Linked DNA regions of Anas platyrhynchos: region 1 is linked to region 2. A link is a contact called in public Hi-C data. All regions are on one chromosome and are shown on one strand. Each heading gives the region's core, a stretch centred on a gene start, on an enhancer-like site or on the middle of the called end of the contact. The rest is flanking DNA. Distances are from core to core; before and after follow the strand shown.

Evidence for each region. A called contact is a pair of places that touch in the nucleus more often than the background predicts.
Region 1: a Hi-C map of subcutaneous adipose tissue shows a contact between it and region 2, with 1.5 times the contacts expected there. The contact joins the enhancer-like site here to the promoter of KLF3 in region 2. A contact is called at or near these places in 3 of 8 Hi-C or Micro-C datasets (F5 follicle, liver and subcutaneous adipose tissue).

The regions. Positions count from the first base shown.
Region 1 is chr4:56,425,636-56,428,730 of IASCAAS_PekinDuck_T2T, reverse strand. No RefSeq gene overlaps it. Among named protein-coding and RNA genes, the nearest start is that of KLF3, 83 kb to the right of the region's middle. Within about 2 kb of position 1,355, at least 7 of the 8 cell types and tissues checked have an H3K27ac peak or open chromatin away from gene starts, as enhancers often do. A contact at or near this core is called in F5 follicle and subcutaneous adipose tissue, where this site is marked.
Region 2 is chr4:56,342,308-56,345,541 of IASCAAS_PekinDuck_T2T, reverse strand. It overlaps KLF3 (KLF transcription factor 3), which reads left to right and starts at 1,703. Exons shown (of 7, transcript XM_027457242.3): 1 at 1,703-2,232.

The DNA of each region.
Region 1 (3,095 bases), core at 106-2,605, 84 kb before region 2:
TGTTACCTATCATAAAAATAAAATAAAATAAAAAATTGTCTACCCACTTTTATAGTGTTAACATATTATGAGCATAACAGTTCAGCCAACAAAATTTGTCACAGAGCCAGACCAGATTCAACATAAAATATTTGATCCCTGAATACTCAAATCTCATGCTCCTTTAAAGAACAGCACTCAGTAAGAGTCATATTAAGTGCACTAGCCTCCCTTGACAATGATTTTGTAAATCCCATCACAAAATTAAGATACAATCCTATGATGCTTACACAAACTGTGAAAGCTCAGGCCAGTATTTACTTCTCTGACTTCTCTGTTGTTTATCCTGGGGAGAAGATGTATTTCAGCCATCTGAATTTGCACTCCAGGCTGTATCACAGTATTCCTCTCATCATCCCCACCCTGGCCTGAAGGGAATACTGTCTTTAGGACACTGCACAAGTCACGGATAGTGGTGCAACACGCAGCTCCACCTACCTGTGGCTGGACAGGTAGATAAGGAATCTCGCCCATGCTCCCATCTGAATAAAGAAAAGCTCCCTGATAGGAAGGAAAATGAAGCACTGGAACAGGCTGCCTCGGGCACTGGTGGAGTCTATATCAAGTCCTTAAGAACTGGTTAGACAAGCATCTGTCAGGAGCAATATAGGTGCAGTTCATTTTGCCTTCCAACCCTATTTTTCTAGATCTAGGATGAAACTGTGCTTCTGAAGAACTGTTATGATGATTTGCCTCTTCCCTGCATCCTGGGAAGTTAAGAAGGCTCAGTTTGGCAACTGGCATTGAGGTAGGTGGATAGCAAGTCACATTAACCATCTTAGAAGACTATCTACTACTGTCCACCTACTAGAGTCCTTGGTATTGATGGACATTTGGATCTTCAAATCCCAAAATGAACAACAGCTTCCAGACTTTTATAACTAGCATTATTTTTAGCCTGTTACACAGTCCTCATGACTGATCTGCTGGAGGTGGCTTTGCTGTAAGCCCTGAGGAACGGGAAAGGAAGGGGTTTGTGGAGACATAATTTCCAGGGGGTGATAAGCTTGCATCTGTTTTGAACTGTAAAATGGCAGCTCGTTGTGAAATCCTCTCTGAGCATACCTTTTAAATGCCAAACAAGCACAGCACCAAAAGCACATAAAGAAATAATTGAAAGGCTCTGGAGGGAAGCCAAGAGGACGTGGCTAATGTTTCACCTAATCTCACCCCCTCGCTTGCTCTCCCCCAGCAGCCCTGCCTGCATGACGTGAACTTCAGAGCTTCAGCAGGCAGCTGCTTCTTGACTGTGCACACTGTCTGACCCGCTGGCAGCAGGACAAGAAAAACAAAGAGGCTAAAAACATAAAACAGAGAGAGATTAGGAGCTGTGCGGCCCAGAGTGCTCTCCTTTCACGGTGGGGCTGGGATTGGAGTCCCTCTGGAGGGCCTGCCTGAGCTGGGTTTGGAAGGCCCAGCTCGGACCTCTGCTGGCAGCCGTCCACTGCACAGGGCCCAGCTCCTGTGGGTCTCGCTCGTCCTGCCAGGGGAGGCCCAGCTCCGAGGAGATCTGGCTGCCTCCCAGCCCTAGGTTTGGTGGTTCATTCATGTGAGGCTGGAGTTCATGGCGGGGAGCAGTGTGGGAAGAATTTGTAGTGAAACCTGTCAGGTTTTTTTCCTTTGGATAAATCCACTTTGATTCCCCAGCCTCCAGTCACTTGTCCTTTACTTGCACACGGTCATTTACCTCCTCCTTCATGCCCCCAGACACATTTCCTTTGCACAGAACAGTTTACTCTTCAATAATCTATATTAAAATAAATTATCCAGAGGCTCATCCTAACAGTCCTGCTCTGAAACTCCTGCTTTCTGTGAGTAACTTCCAGCTGTGTGCTTGGTGTATAAATTAGCACCACAAGCAAAGGGTACCCATGACACGAAAACTGCAAAGCCTCACCTGTAAGTGTGCTGCTACCACTTCCTGGGCAGGTTAAACTGAAAATGAAGCTGACAAACCTGTCGCACTAAGAGAAGCAGAGCTAGTCTACATGCAGGAATTTGGACTCAGTAGAAGCAAGCAGTGTTAATTATTGATTGATCGTATTCACTTCCCTTCAAGTGAAGTTTTTAGGACTGATCTTTTACTTGGCCTTAAAATATAAACTGTGATTAGTGGGGCAGTGGTTCCGCAAAGCCTTTCAGTGATTTTAGAAAAACTCTTCATGTTAAAATCAGCCTAAGTGACAAAAATATTTCAGAGCCTAAATGAAAAGAAACAAATAATATTTTTTTTACTAGGTGCTGACCAAAAAACCCTGGAGTTTCAGTCATAAATCACCAGACCTGTGGCCTCCCACCATAAGCAGTAGTATAGCAGCAAAGTAATTGCTGAATGGCAGCACAACAGAAGTAAAGATCAGAGACTGGTAGGGGGCTGAAAGCAAGTGTGACTCTTCTTGCTAAGAATATACAAACCAACAAGGAAGAAAGGACCTAAAAATGAACACACAGTTTAGCTAAAAACAGATACAAAATTAAAATCAACTGGATTTCTGAAGATTTGGTTTTGTTTGTTTATTTGTTTATTAGATTTGTTTTTGATCTGGCTGTTTTTCATTTTGGTTAGTTTCATTTTGAGGCCAAAGTGATGAAACGCTACAAGAAAGGAAGTTCTTGTGGTTTTTCAGGGCCATCCAGAAGCAGAGTAATGGAAAACCAACAGCAAGCAGGAAGGACTGGAAAGCATGCAAGAGCTTTCCTACACAAACTGCCGAGCTCTGCAAAAGGAAGGTGTATCACAGTATCACAGAATGGTTAAGGCCAAAAGGGACCTCTGGGGGTGACACACAGACTCTTTCTTGGGGTTGTGCAGCTGTGTATAGACCTGGCACAGGCACAGGAAGGTGTGATAAATTCAGAGAGGGTACCAAAACTGGATTGTCTTTGGAGGCATAATGATCCATCCATCCCCTTTTCAACCAGCTGCTTTATGCTCCCCCAAGTATCTGTAGTCTTTGCGCTCCATCAGCCACAGGACTCACCTTGTGTTTGGCCAGCAAGGGTTTGAGATGTGATCCTATGCTCTCTTCCCTGCTTGGGCAAGGTCATGTACTTCC
Region 2 (3,234 bases), core at 454-2,953:
AGGTGCACAGTCCTGTTTTGCACCACAAAAGCATCGCTCACAACCCCCTCTCTCTTGTTTGTTAATACAAATCCAGAGTGACTTCACAGAACACAGTAAAATTGCACTGGATTAAACTTGGTTCATCTGAGGCCAGAACAAGGTAATAGTTAACAGGAAAATCCAGTGATTTTACCAGGAGGAGCATGCTTGCTACTACGAAATATTTTTGCCTGTTTCAGAATTGGACACCAAAACAACTCTGCCCCCTGACTTCAGAGCTCTAGCTAGCTGTGTAACCTGTGCTAGCTCTCAGAATAAGAGAGTGCAAAGCTGGGACATAACTACTTTATCTGGAGCATGTTTGTGCAAGAAAATTACAGCAGCTCCTTTTCACAGCCCTAACAAAATGTTTTGTGTCTGTCTGTATGTTCTAACACAACAATTCTGTTTATTTTATAGGCTTATAATAAAAAAATCACACTTTATGAGATACATGATAATATTTCAACAATACCTTGTTGTGACATGATACAGTGTAATTATCCAGGAGATACTACAATTTATTGTTGTGTCATTGAGTCATACCCTTCGGGGTTTCAGACTGGTGTCTTAGTGTGCTTTATAAAGCCTATCGGGCTATGTCAGGGGACACATTAAAACATCCTAGAACCAAAGATGTAAACTGAACACGTGGCTGTACACAGCAGAGCGTGCATCTTGAAAGCATTTCTCCCTGTCCTTCTCCCTTCCTTCTGTGTTTTGCTTTTACAGCTTTATTGACTCGGTAATAATCAAAGAGAACAGAAATAACAACCACCAGAGGTGAGTTAGGTTGGGGTCCCAGTCAGAGACTTGAATACAGGCTGATCCCGAGGGGGCTGGAGATGCCCAGCACCCACCGCTGGTGTTACCCACAGGACCAAACGTGTAATCACGGGTCCCACAGGGCGACTTCTCCACCCTTAAAAAGCTTCTCATCCGTCCACAGTTCGCACTGCGGGACGGAGCCTTGCCAAGCACAGCGGTTGCCTTTTGGTTGACGTGTCAGGTACCATTTATCAGTCAGAAGAGGGTAAGATTTTACGTGGCGCAACGAGTATATAACACCTCATATACAACATGTAGAGTGTTGGGGGCAGAACCTTTGCCTGAGCAACAGAGCCGAGACGGCAGGCCGGGATTTTACTTCACTTTATTCCAGCAAACACCGCTCCGACTGAAACCCCTCGGTCCACAGGGAGACAAGCGGCTCCTGCTCCGCGGGCCGTCCGTGCAAAACCCCAGCCTCCAGCAGCGAGCGCCGCCCGGGGCCGCCTCCTGCCTCCCGCGGGGGGCCGAGCCGGGGCCGCCTCAGGCCGCTGCCCCCCGGCGGGCCCCGGCCCCCTGTGCGCGGGGCGTGAGGCGGCGCTTCCCGGCCCGGGCCTCAGGCGGCCGGCAGCGGGCGAGCCGCCAAGCCGGGGCGGAGGCGGCCCCACACCTCTGCCCCACGCCGGCCGCCCGGCCTCGCCTCGCCTCTCGCCTCGCCCCGCTCCCTTCTCCCAGCCCCCGCCGGCCAAGCCAACTCGGCGGCGGCAGCGCCCCAGAGCGAGCGAGCACCTCCCTCCCTCCCTCCCTCCTCCCTTCCTTCCCCCCGGGCTGTGCCGCCGCAGGTCGGCCGGGGTGGGCGCTGAGGGAGGGAAGGAGGGAGGGTGGGGAAGGGGCGCGCTGCCGGGGAGGGGAAGGGAGGGAAGGGAGGGGAGGAGCGGCCGGCCGGGCAGGTTTGTCGGCGGTGGTTGTCCCGCTCCCCGCCCCTCCCCTCCCCTCCCGGGGCTGCTGGCGGATAATGAGTGTCTGCGCGAGGCCGGCTGCCCCTGGGAGGCAGGGCTGGGCGGCGGGGAGTCACGGCGTGCCCGCCTGTTTGTGTGCGCCGCCGCTCGCCCCGGCCCCTCGGCGGAGCCTCCACCCCGCGGGCGGGGAGCCGCCCTCCTGCCTCCCTCCCTCCGTCCCCGCCCGGCCGCGCTCCCCTCCGTGACCCTCCCGGGGAGCCGGGCAGGGCGAGAGAGGCGGCGGCGTCATGTGACAGCGCGGCCCGGTGCCAGCAGCCCGGGGGGAAGGCGGGAGGCAGGCAGGGAGGGAGGGAGGCAGGCAGCGGGGCCGCCCCTCCTCGCACACACACCGCACACACACACACAGAGCCGGAGCCACGGCGCCTCCAGCCTCCAGCCCCGCCGCCCAGCGCCCCCACGGCGCCCTCCGCACCTCCTGCCCAGCGTAAGTGTGTGTGTGTGGGGGGGGGGCGGCAGCCCCCCGGAAAGTTTCCCCGAGCTGCTGTGGGGATGGGGGGGCTCCGGGGGGCTCCGCGCACCTGCCCCGACCCCGCTGGGACGCCCCCGCCGCCACCATCCCGGTGCGGGGTGCGGGGGCTTTTTGGGGAAGGGGGGACAAGCAGCGGACCGGGGGGATGTTCGCGGGTGGGTTCGGGTTTTGGGAAGGTTCCGGCCGAGCTCCAGGTTAAGCCAGGGGGTGGTGGTGCCCCCCAAAACCATATTATCCGCCCCCCTCCGAGCTGGCAGGGGTCGAGGTGAAGTTCAGCCGCGCCGCAGCTGGGTACGGCGGTAGGAGCAACGACCGCAATTTGCTTCCCTTTTTCTGGACGCCGTTCATTTGTTATTATTATTATTATTAATAATTAATTCTTTAAGCCCAAACGCGGACGGGAGCGTTTACTTTGGACTTTTGTCAGATGCGCCTCTCGCACGGCCGGGGGCAGCCCTGGCACAGGACAGCCCAGTGCGGGGGGCGCAGGCGGGGAGAGGGGCTGGGGGCTGCTCAGGAGGGCAGGGAGGGGGGAATAAAATAGGGACTTGCCTCGTGTCCTCCCCTGATACCTCACTCACTGTACCTGTATTGTCCGCTGTGCTTTATTTGCTTCCTAGCCTTTGAAAATGCAGGAAGTGCCACTGTTTGTAGAGCTGAACTCTGAAGGCTTTATTGTTATGAAAGGCTGAATTTGGGTGCCGGATACGAGAGCTTTGAAGGCTTACTTTATTTAAACTGATATCCATGAGTGCTCATTACCTGTATTGAAAACAAAGGCTTACATGGCTGCTCAGTAATGATTTTTTCCCATATAATACTTTTAAGATGCACACTCTTGGTAATTGCATGAGGAACTTCTTGTGTGAGAGGAGCTACATCTGGATTTGATAATCCTGCCTGACCCAGAAGAGATTTACTTCAAACTAACTTTCCTCTTGTATTTTTAAGAGCTTT